2 separate regions of the Zea mays genome follow, and region 1 is linked to region 2. Evidence: chromatin contacts called from public Hi-C data. All regions are on one chromosome and are shown on one strand. Each heading gives the region's core, a stretch centred on a gene start, on an enhancer-like site or on the middle of the called end of the contact. The rest is flanking DNA. Distances are from core to core; before and after follow the strand shown. Region 1 holds the start of LOC100272309 (ubiquitin conjugating enzyme 1). Region 2 holds the start of LOC100502231 (ATPase 4 plasma membrane-type).

Evidence for each region. A called contact is a pair of places that touch in the nucleus more often than the background predicts.
Region 1: a Hi-C map of endosperm shows a contact between it and region 2, with 3 times the contacts expected there. The contact joins the promoter of LOC100272309 here to the promoter of LOC100502231 in region 2. A contact is called at or near these places in 2 of 25 Hi-C or Micro-C datasets (ear and endosperm).

Annotation. Positions count from the first base shown.
Region 1 is chr3:107,093,437-107,099,385 of Zm-B73-REFERENCE-NAM-5.0, reverse strand. It overlaps LOC100272309 (ubiquitin conjugating enzyme 1), which reads right to left and starts at 3,446. Exons shown (of 6, transcript NM_001146794.1): 1 at 3,303-3,446; 2 at 3,088-3,191; 3 at 2,734-2,836; 4 at 2,557-2,620. The coding sequence starts at 3,332.
Region 2 is chr3:106,872,104-106,878,154 of Zm-B73-REFERENCE-NAM-5.0, reverse strand. It overlaps LOC100502231 (ATPase 4 plasma membrane-type), which reads left to right and starts at 1,432. Exons shown (of 21, transcript NM_001323633.1): 1 at 1,432-1,847; 2 at 2,318-2,437; 3 at 2,525-2,623; 4 at 2,716-2,853; 5 at 2,959-3,093; 6 at 3,184-3,363; 7 at 3,456-3,662; 8 at 3,752-3,871; 9 at 3,946-4,065; 10 at 4,158-4,280; 11 at 4,404-4,508; 12 at 4,674-4,818; 13 at 5,041-5,205; 14 at 5,294-5,532; 3 more. The coding sequence starts at 1,794.

The DNA.
Region 1 (5,949 bases), core at 2,197-4,696, 220 kb before region 2:
TTTGATCAGAGGGTGATGCTGGAGACTTTGCTGATGACGATGATGAGTTTTAAGTCTAACGATGCGTCAGTCATCTTCCTATGGGAGATTACCCATGTTATTTAATTCCGTCTTACTTTGATGTTAATACTTGTTAAAGATACAATGATTCAGATGATGTAATAAAGTACTATACTCTCTTTACGTCTTTATTGCATTGTCTTTTGATATATTACACTTGTGACGTCAACATATGTGTGGAAATGGATCTTGGCACACATATGCTATGCGCTCGGTTCTGCCCACCGGAACTGGGTGTGACAGGGGTCCCTCGTCCCAGCAGGCCTGCAGTGGCGGCGCGCCCCTGTGCTGGTCTCGAGTGGATAAGGCATGGGTGACGGGAGGGTGGAGAGGAAGTGGGTCGAAATGGTTCGCTTGTTTTTGAGGGATCACTATAACCCACATTTTCAAGAAGTATTTCGACCCAGAACAAACCTAACCCGCGAGCCTTTTTGAACCAAACACGGGTTGTTGTGGGTTGAACCCGTTCAAACCCGCATCAACCCGCTAACCAAACACACGCTAAGTTTCTCACCTTTTCACCTCACTTCAGACAGGGCACTCGGTTACAGATTTAACAGACAATTGCGATTCCATTTAATTGTTGGGGTTTGAGGTGTTGTAGAGTGATGGCTCCAATGGCAAAGCTCATAATTCTCAATTCCTACAATAGCAATGCTACAACAGGACTGACATCTATGGCAAGGGAACTACTAAAAACGGAAGGTGGAGAAAATACATGGCTTAATCGCATAATAATCTAATGATCACTGAAAACAGTGATCTAAGCTATACAGAGCATACCATTAATCCATTATGAAGGATAATTAATATTCAGGATTGTACTTACAATTACCAGCACTTAATTTGTAGTTAAGATTTAGTAGCTACAATCTGTCTAAGAAATGAGACAGTAAATGGCACCGTTTAACACAGAAACAGATGAACAAGAATCTCCTACTAAAAAATAAACAAGTCCATCAATGAGCCACTCCTATATCTAATTTTACATGCAGCATAGTCACTTTGCATGTTATGGTTTGTATAGTATATGCGTATACCGTATCTTGTTCCCTTAACTTTCTGTTATTCGAAATAATATATACTTAGAGCAAGAAACCAAGAAGCAAATTTGCTGAAACATCTGCGGTGACAACCAACCTAACATGTTTCCTTGCCTAGCCAACACTCTCACGGTGCAACTGGTCAGCCGGACACGCCAAAGAAGCGGTCTGCTGGGCCAGCCCGGGTTCAAGTCGCGGCATCAACTTCTTAAGTGAAAAGGTCAGGGTGACGTCTCTCCCCTTGGCCGAGAAAAAAAAAATGTTTCCCTGCCTAACACATTATCCCCTGCTATATTCTGCCTACATCAGCACAATAAGATAGGCATTCATATCCAGGCTCATAACTCAGTCATAACTGGATGCTGGCAATTCTGAATTTACTTTTTCTTCATGTTTAGAATTCTTTACTTCCATCAAGGAATATGACAAAATACATTTGCGCAAAATAAAAAGGCTGCTTTTATTACGCAAACATGCATAGTACTATAACACTGTCTGGCAGACAAGATTTTTTCCCCACGGGTTAAAGCGATATATGATGGAATATATTCTCCAAAAATAAATGACCAAGAAAAGGAGGTTTAGCAATTCATATAATACACAATTGTCACAACTCACAAATCTAACAAACAGACAAACAACAATCTGTGAAATCGTAAACGAGAGTAGCATCTAGACAGCTCAAGTAATCAATTTCAGAGGCAAGAAATCTCATGAGATTGTTAAAGAAGAAAAGAAGTTATAACTCATGATGTAAGGATAAATACAAAACAAGACTTAAGCCACTATTGTGCTAATGACTAGCTGGTACAGATGCATTGGCAGTACCCTTATGATATGGGCAAGATAAGGGACAACCAGACAAGCCACCAGCATCCAAGCATTAAGATAACTTTAGAGGGCCGAATACAAAACCCCTGCACATGGAAATTTCATATGCATATGGAAATCCAATCAAGACCCCTCTAATAACAAAAGCAAATGTATTTTTGGGCATCTCAGTAGTGAGCCTACTATATAGCACTATAAAAGCACTTAAATGGGTGTTTGGGATAGTTCTAGGTTTCAGCTCCAATGTGGACCTATAGTTTATAATATCAATTTAAATAATTTTAAAAGTATTTTAATCTAAATAATAAACAAAATGATTTATCTAAATATCTTCTAAAGACTTGCAGCTCCAGCTCCATGATTTTCTGGAGCACCTAATGATCTGCTCCACTAACTCCAACAAATTTTCTGGAGCTGGAGCTGTCCCAAACAGGGCCTAAGTTGGCAACTTTCTTGTAACAATTAGAATAGTAACACCTGACAGCTAGATGGAACATTATTACAACACGCAAAGAACATTCCCATTGGGCCGCAGCCATGGAGCTACTGAAAAGCATTATCAAACATGGGAGTCACACACAAATGTTCCCCATCAGACAAGATGCCTAGAGAGCAGTTTTACCTAAGCAGATGTGCCCGTTGCTGTAGATGTGTGGATGCATTGGCGCTGGATTGAGAAAAATGACCTGGAAGCAAAAGACGTGAATGGTTATGTATCATTCAATCAAATGAAATGAAGGGAAAAAGGATGAGTAGACGTAATTGACTAAATATGCGATCTTTGTCCAGAAAACCAGACCTGAGGTGCCTCCATAGGATAATGCTCAGGGAAGTCAACCTGCAACTGGTAGGTCTCGCCGGCGTAAAGGGTGCCCGCCGCTCCAGTGACCTCAATTACCCACCTGGTCAGTTATCGAGACATAATTATCTTATCAGCCAGGTAGTCCAAATCCACCTCCACAGAGAACATGTGAGATCAAAGAAAAGCACTAGATATCAAGAGCAAATATCAACAAAAGAAGAGGGTTCTTGAACGGTTGAACCCATCCATCTAGAAGAGACAGCAACAAGGCAAAAGAAAAAAAAAACTACATAAATAAAAAAAGGCAAACGCAATTGCAAGGAGGGCGGGATGCGATGCGAAAGGCGGCACCTTTGTAGGTTATCGGAGACCTTGTGCTTGAATCCAGCAGGGGGGCTGAGTTGCCACTCGGCGAGTTCCTTCTGCAGCCGATTGCAAGCGATCTTGCTCAGCGCCTGCACAGGAGAAAAGGGATAGATCGAATTGTTAGCCAAATCGAGACGAAAAACACCCGGGGCGCTCCCCGAGCGGCGAATCCAATGGACTGGGGGAGGTGAGCCCGGTACCTTTCGGGAAGGAGAGGAGGAGCTTGTCATGGTGGGGGCTTGGGTTCTTGGGGAAGGGAATCGACTTCTTGAGGAAAGACGGGAGGCGGAGACGAAGGCAAGGGAGGGAGAGAAACCGCTATTCGCCCTTATTTTCAGTTTCAGACTTGATGCTTCCGTTTTTTTTCTCTCCTTTTTTCCCTATTGAAAGAAGAACCTACTCACCTAGCATCATAGTCGGTTGGGGTTTTTCCCAATATACATATAACATTAAATATGCACTCCATTTTAAAGTAACTGCAAATCCCATTTTCCAAAAAAAAACTTTTTAATATATATAGAAAAATTTAGGGGAGCTGTTCTCCCAAAATAATTTAGGGGTAAGGATGTTTACTTTATAGTTCCTAAGTAGTACTATAATTTATAAGAATAATATAATATATTATATCATAATGTGTTTGGTTGTATTCATGAAAACTATATTTTTAAAATCATGATATTTTAGATTTCATGATATATTTTTAGTATTAAAAAACTTGAGTACAATCTAAAATTTTCATGACATGGCTAACTTTTACCTAGTTATCGTAGATTAAGATGTTGTTTAGTCTTTTTGAAGCTGGCCAAAACTATAGTGTCATAACAATTACATACAAAATTACAAAATATAGTATTAAAGCTATAGTTTTGAAAAATATTGTTACTAAGAACATCTCCCAATAGAAATCCTAAACAGAGTTATATTTTGAAATATATGATTTTAGCATAAAATTGCGCCAACATGAATCCTATTTATAAAAATTCATCAAATAATTATAGGATGCGTCTTCTCATGTCCTAAATATAGGAATCCATATGATAAAGCTTTATCCTTATTTTCTACTGTATTCATATACTTTTATTTTTTTTAATAACATGACCTATTTTTCTAATAATATGGTATATGACTTAACTGTTAGAACTGTAAATGTTTTTATAACCCTAAACACTTTAAATTTGGTTCTATTTTAATTTTTAGAACTCAAATATAGTACTTTTTGTTGGAGATATCGCATACATCGTATTCAAATGTCCTTCAAAAGATCTTCAAGAACCGTACAAAACGTTAACATAGAAAAGGCCATAGGGTCAACATCATATAGGTACTGTGTATTGACGGTCCAATTGCGGCCAAGGGGGCAGAACGGCATCACCTTTTCTCTCAATTGCCTTTTTTGATTTGATCTGATGCCAATTCCACTTGATGTGCATTCATCTTGTTCTGCCCATTGGCACGTGCTCAATAGATTCAACGGCCTGCCAATTCAATCATGACATATGCGAAATTCGTGGTTGATATATGGTCGGGGAATGGGTCAGTTTCCGATCAAACAGTGATGTGACAAATCATATAAACAAAGCAGGCCTAAAATACAGATTTGGTGGACATTATGAGTGTTCGGCTCATGGAAAAATCATAAATCTTTTTTTTTCAATTAACAATAAGGAAAACAAATATGATGACGTCATACCCCTTGCTTTTATTATGCACGGCCTTGATCTTGGGCCTGTTTCATTCATATATACGAAAGATTTTAAATTGAAGAGGAGGACCAAGGGGAGAGATAAAAATAGCTAACATTTAGAGAAAAAGAAATTTTGCAACTCAACGATCAAGCCATGGAGATCATATATGAAGCCTCATTTGAAGATTTAGGGTGTGTTTGGTTGCGAGACAGGCAGAACAGTAACGTCCTCTGTTGTCCTCTCTTATCCCTCTATTTTTGAGAGATAACTGGAGACAACACTAGGATAGTTCTGTTCGAACCCTTGATCCTGAACCAAACAACCTTTTTTGAGGGATCGTCTCATCCCATCCCGTCATGTCATTGCAACCAAACGCACCATCCATGAGGTGCGGAAGACTCATACGAAGGCACACCGGTCGTGAAAAAAAGGCAGGATATACATATTTAACGATTGCCAATATTCGAGTAAAGGTTAATCCACTTGTTATAGACTTATAACAATTACCAAAATTATGCACGGAGATTTCTTTTCTAAAAGCAAATGGCAGGAGCTTCCATTTAAGAGAGAAAAGAGTTAAGAAGCATCAAAGACCACACACATCAGGAGCACATCTCTTGCATGAAGAGACCCATAGTTGAAACCAATAAAAATCAAAAATCAAAAGGTGAGGTGACTAGCGATTAACAGCACTCCAGAAAAGCGAAATACTCTTATTTTTTCGACCACTTGCAACACCGACAACGAGCTATGCTAAAAAATCCTTCTATTACGCTCTTTCTAAACGTTCCACATGGTGTAGATCGTGATTCCATTGAAGTATCTTCTTCGGTCTTTTGTGATATTGTCGAAATTTGATGGGTCTACTTAATGTGGTAAGACCACCCCTTTCTAGGAGAAGGTTCGTTGATGCTGTCGAAATTTGATGGGTCTACTTAATGCAGTAAGACCAGCCCTTCCTAGGAGAAGTTTTGGTTCCCGACATCAAGAGCTTCCTAGGAGAAGGTTTGGTTCCGGACATCGAGAGCTTCCTAGAGAAGGTTTGGCTCCATACATCGAGAGCGAAAGGGCATTGCAAGGCGGAGATTTCTGTTAGAAAAATAGGCATTATTGAAAGGAAAATGAGCCTAAACATTTTCTATAATCAATTTTGGTGTTTGAC
Region 2 (6,051 bases), core at 183-2,682:
TCCAGTTCCTGGACTAGCATCAGAGGCGAGCATCTCCCAGAAAGCTGCACCCTGCACCCTCGATCAGCCCCGCCCATCTCGATCTCTCCACACATGCATGTCTTACGTTACGTGTCTGCATTTGAGGAATACATGTCCAGCATCTTCATCTACAGCCGCCCACACGTGACGCATGTGGCGTTTTGTGGCATCAATTGCAACTCATCTTGTGGCCAGATTGTATGTAGATGTAAGTTCAGAGCAAGGGAATTAATAAAGTTCGCTCCGTATGAAAAAAATGCTTAATTAAATTAAACCCTGTTTCGGACACGTTCAGCTCCAAACTTCGTGCTATGCCAGTAGTACGTGCCTGATGCCAGACTGGTGCGCTGATGATTGTCGTCGCAGTAGATACAGATTGGTGTTGCCTATGCCTAATAAAGTTGATGACTGTGATTGCACCACCGTAAAGCGCCTGCCTGCCTGCCTTGTCGTCAGTTGCACTTTTTGCTTGCCTTGCTTTGGTTGTGTGCCTGCATTTCAGACCACCACCTTTGTTGCATGCATGGTTTGCCTTTACCCCCTTGCCTTTCTGAAATCATTGCCTTTCTGAAATGAAAAGAAGAGGGGGAAAAATCTCCATCTGTTCTCCTTCTCTCTCTCTCTTAAAAAAAGCGCAAGGTCTGAAATCTGACCAGGTTTAATTTGTTCTCCCTGTATTTTTTTTAATTGGACCACTGGCGATATCGATTGCGCGCGAGTTGTTTTCAGCTGTCGCTGGCAGTCTAATCAAAACTCCTCTGACCTTGTTTTGTGGCCTACATGTTGTGGTACTAGCTAGTAAATCTTTCTGTTGATCTCTCGCTCTGGCTTGATTTCTTTATCTACCAAACAGCAGTAGTAGTTTGGTCGGAGGAAGTGAGCTAGGTTTGTCTCAGTTGCATACTTGCATTGCATGTACATCACTCTCAGTTCCATCACATGTATATATATATATATCATGTGGTTCATCAAGAAACAAATCCAAGAGAGAGAGAAGAAGTATACAAGTCTCATTAATTCAAGATGTTCATCAAGAAAAGAAAAATCCACATATATACTCAGAATCAGTTAGGTTTGATTTGCCAGCTAAAAGTGTGGATTGATGTGTGCTGCTTAATTCACGTCACGTACATCTCATTTGTGACCTACCACAAGCTACCCTTCTATTCTATTATTCTCTACCGGCGCCAAAGCAGGACAGAACAGATGGCGCCGGACATCCAGCAGAGGATTAGATTATATCAGCTGCCATTTTTTTAATTTGACCTTAATTAGCTTTTCTGTGTTGCATGCATGAGTAGAGCAGGCAACCCTTCACAGTTCACACGCCTAGCCGTCACCGAGCTCCAGCAGGCAGCAGGCAGGACGAGAGTGCTCTACATGTTTTTTCTTCTCTCTCTCCCAGTCTCCCTTCCTTCTTTATCCGCTTGGTTCGCTTTTCTTCTTTTCCTTTGGCATTCCATCGCATCTCAATCCTGTTACCGTTGTGGACTCCCACTCCCCTGTCTGTCTGTCGCGGTGTCGCCTGACACCTTCTTCTTCCTCACTCCCCCCTCAACCTCATCCCCATCCCGCCCTCGCACTTCCCACCCACCCCAATCCATCCATCCATCCACCCGTCTGAAAACCAAACCCACATTCACCAGCGAGCAAGCTTCCCCTGCCCTCCTCCGGCCGCCTCATTCTCGTTTCCATATAAATCTGTAACTGCAAGGACAACCCACCACAGGACACACGAGGTGAAAGGAGATCCGTGAGGAGGCGCCTCCCCCATGGCTGAGAAGGAGGGCAACCTCGAGGCCGTCCTCAAGGAGGCCGTCGACCTGGTATGTCTCTCCTCTCCTTCTGCCCCACCAATTTGTGTGTGTGTGTGTTGCACGATGTCTTGTTGGGAAGGAAGAAAAATGAAAGCTTCCGCCTTTCTAGTCCCATTTTCCTAGACCAGATTGCTGCTCCTCTTCTACGAAATTCGCATCTCTCTAGTCTAGAGTCTAGCCGAAGAAGAAAGAAAGAATGAAAACTTTATGCTAGCTGGTTTGTGGTCCTGAATTTTAGGTGACTGACATTTTGGCATAGTGACGTTCCATTTCTCTACCTACCTAGCTTTTTTTCCCCCATCAAATCTGCTTCCTTCGCTTCTCCTTTTCGCTTCTCTCTAGGAACTGGTACATCCTAGAGAGTAAGCATTTGGGCCATACTCGTTCCACGTAGTAGCAACAGTAGTAGGCAAAATTCTCTCAGAAGAGTTCGCGGCATCATAAGCAATTGTGTTGCTTTTCTTCTCTCTTCTCTGCAGGAGAACATCCCCCTCGAGGAAGTGTTCGAGAATCTGAGATGCAGCCGCGAGGGTCTCTCCACCGAGCAGGCGCAGCAGCGCCTCGAAATCTTTGGCCCAAACAAGCTCGAGGAGAAGGAGGTTTGTTTCCTTTTTACCCCAACTTGCTGGGTAGAACGCGTATAAATATATAATAGTTGCTTATAGCTGGGATTTTGATGGCCACAGGAGAGCAAATTCCTCAAGTTTCTGGGTTTCATGTGGAACCCACTGTCCTGGGTCATGGAGGCTGCAGCAATCATGGCCATTGCTCTTGCCAATGGAGGGGTAAGACACAGAAACCTACTAACAGACTTCAAAATTTCATCTATGATTGTGCTGTATTCTTAGTTGTAGTTGTCTTTTGATTATGTCATCAGGGGAAGCCACCAGATTGGCAGGACTTTGTCGGTATCATAACTCTGCTTGTCATCAACTCAACAATCAGTTTTATCGAGGAAAACAATGCTGGTAATGCTGCAGCAGCCCTCATGGCTCGCCTCGCACCTAAAGCCAAGGTTTGTCACAGACAACCTCTATGCAGTTTCACTGTGTTCCCAAGGAAAGCTTCATGCGTTTGCTGAGCCCTTCCAAAAAGTTTGAACTGACTTTCCTTTCTTCAGGTTCTTCGTGATGGCCGATGGACCGAGGAAGACGCAGCCATTCTTGTACCAGGAGACATTGTTAGTATTAAACTCGGAGATATTATACCTGCAGATGCACGCCTCCTTGAGGGGGATCCTTTGAAGATCGATCAGGTTCTTCCCATTGCCAACACCTGTTGTAAAATAACTTGGCCTTTGATGAGCTCCAGTGATCTTTTTCCTTATACTTCTCTTGCATTGTAGTCTGCTCTGACCGGAGAGTCACTGCCGGTCACTAAAGGTCCCGGTGATGGTGTCTATTCTGGTTCGACGGTCAAGCAAGGTGAAATCGAAGCTGTTGTGATTGCCACAGGTGTCCACACTTTCTTCGGAAAGGCTGCTCACCTTGTTGACTCCACAAACCAAGTTGGCCATTTCCAGAAGGCAATATTGGACACCCTGTCTCCTATGCATATACTCTGGACTGAATTGTCAATATACTTAGTTGTTTACATTATATCACTTTCTTGGTGCAGGTCCTGACGGCTATCGGGAACTTCTGTATTTGCTCAATTGCTGTGGGGATGTTTGTTGAGATCATTGTCATGTATCCTATCCAGCACAGGGCTTACCGCCCTGGGATCGACAACCTCCTCGTCCTTCTCATTGGAGGCATCCCCATAGCCATGCCGACCGTCTTATCTGTAACTATGGCTATTGGGTCCCATCGTTTGTCTCAACAGGTTCGTATATGGATCAGACATCCATTGCATTTTTGTTTCCTGTCAATCTCTGTTTATATATATTTAACAACTGAATAATGTTTCCCTAGGGGGCTATCACAAAAAGAATGACTGCAATCGAGGAGATGGCTGGCATGGATGTTCTTTGCAGCGATAAAACAGGAACCTTGACCCTGAATAAGCTTACTGTGGATAGGAACCTTGTTGAGGTGAGACAAGAACTTCTAATATTCTCTTAGCTCTCTCATGTCTGTTTTAATTAACTTTAAATTTTTCAATGCAGGTTTTTGAAAGGGGCACTACTCAGGACCAAGTGATTCTCATGGCTGCCAGAGCGTCTCGCACAGAAAACCAAGATGCTATTGATACTGCTATAGTTGGGATGCTAGCTGATCCTAAAGAGGTATGTTGCTTTGTTATATGCTCAAAGCAGATAATGAGGATTATATTACTTACTAAATGATGAGATGCCTCTTTGTCCATGTTTTCATGAAGGCACGCGCTGGAATCCAAGAAGTTCACTTCCTGCCATTCAATCCTACTGACAAAAGAACAGCACTGACATACATTGATGGTGATGGGAAAATGTATCGTGTTAGTAAGGGTGCACCTGAGCAGGTACAACAAGAATCAATAATCAACCAGTGACGTCTTGATATCTCAGCATTGCCTTATGAAAGCATTACATTCAGATTTGTTTATCATTGCATAATGCATATAACCTCATGCCATTGGATGCAGATTCTCCACTTGGCTCACAATAAGTCAGATATAGAGAGGAGAGTACATGCTATGATTGATAAATTTGCAGAGCGTGGACTTAGATCACTTGCTGTAGCATATCAGGTGAGAAGACAATGCAACTTCTACCTTGTCTTGCTATCTTAGGTCCATTATCTTTTTTTGTGTGAAAAGGACCATTTTGTCTTATCATTCATACCACTTGCATATGTTCACCAGTTTTATGCATATGTTGTCTTAGTGGCGAACTGTTCTGTTTTTCTTATATAGGAAGTGCCTGAGGGGAGGAAAGAAAGTCCTGGTGGTCCATGGCACTTCGTTGGTCTCATGCCACTTTTTGACCCTCCAAGACATGACAGTGCTGAAACAATTAGAAGGGCACTCAACCTTGGTGTTAATGTTAAGATGATCACAGGTATACTGCCAACTGAATGGTCTCAAAATGATTTCACATTCTATTTATTGGGCTCCATATTTCTCAGTGACTGCACCTTCGATATAATCATATCCATTCATAGAACATATCTTGATAGAAGTACAATTTTGCCTTGTGGTGGGCTGGTGGCTTCATTACACTGGCAATATTATTCTTTGTCTCTCTCGGTCCGAGTGTTTTGATTTATTTTCTCATGTTCAGGGGATCAGTTGGCAATCGGAAAGGAAACAGGACGTCGTCTAGGAATGGGTACAAATATGTACCCCTCTTCTGCTTTATTAGGACAGAACAAGGATGAGTCTATTGCTGCTTTACCAGTTGATGATCTCATTGAGAAAGCCGATGGTTTTGCTGGTGTATTCCCTGGTATGGTTTTTAAGGAGGAATAAATATTGTTGGGAAGAGGCATAACATTTTTATTCTGGATTAGTTGAGTAAATTATGTTTGTTGCAGAACATAAGTATGAGATCGTGAAACGTCTACAAGCACGGAAGCATATCTGTGGAATGACTGGGGATGGAGTAAATGATGCTCCAGCCCTGAAGAAAGCGGATATCGGTATTGCTGTTGCCGATGCAACTGATGCAGCCAGGAGTGCTTCAGATATTGTCCTCACAGAACCTGGACTTAGTGTGATCATTAGTGCTGTGCTTACTAGTCGTGCAATTTTCCAGCGTATGAAGAATTACACGGTATGCTAGAAGTTGAAATGCACTCAATTATGCTATGTTTTTCCTTCTGCTATTTGAATAATGCATTTTTATTATGGCAGATCTATGCTGTCTCTATCACCATTCGTATTGTGGTAAGTCTTATTTGTCTGTAAGGACTTCTGAGCTGCAACTTTTAGATCATCACATGCTGATTCTGTTTGGGATTACATTTCTATTGAATTCAACAGAAGCTAAACTGTCTGATATTCCCATGCATACCTATACTCATGTAGCATTGAAATTACACAGGGATCCTGCAATATTGCTTGAGGGTTTAACTATCACTTTTTCCCTTAATCTTGACAGCTTGGATTTATGCTCCTTGCCCTCATTTGGAAATTTGATTTCCCCCCATTCATGGTCCTAATCATTGCAATTCTAAATGATGGTACTTTCCTCTCTCTGTCGTTGAAAGAAGCCTAAGTACGAACCCAAAAAGGTTATAATGCTATTTGACAATTTGATGTGATACTTAGGTACCATAATGACTATATCCAA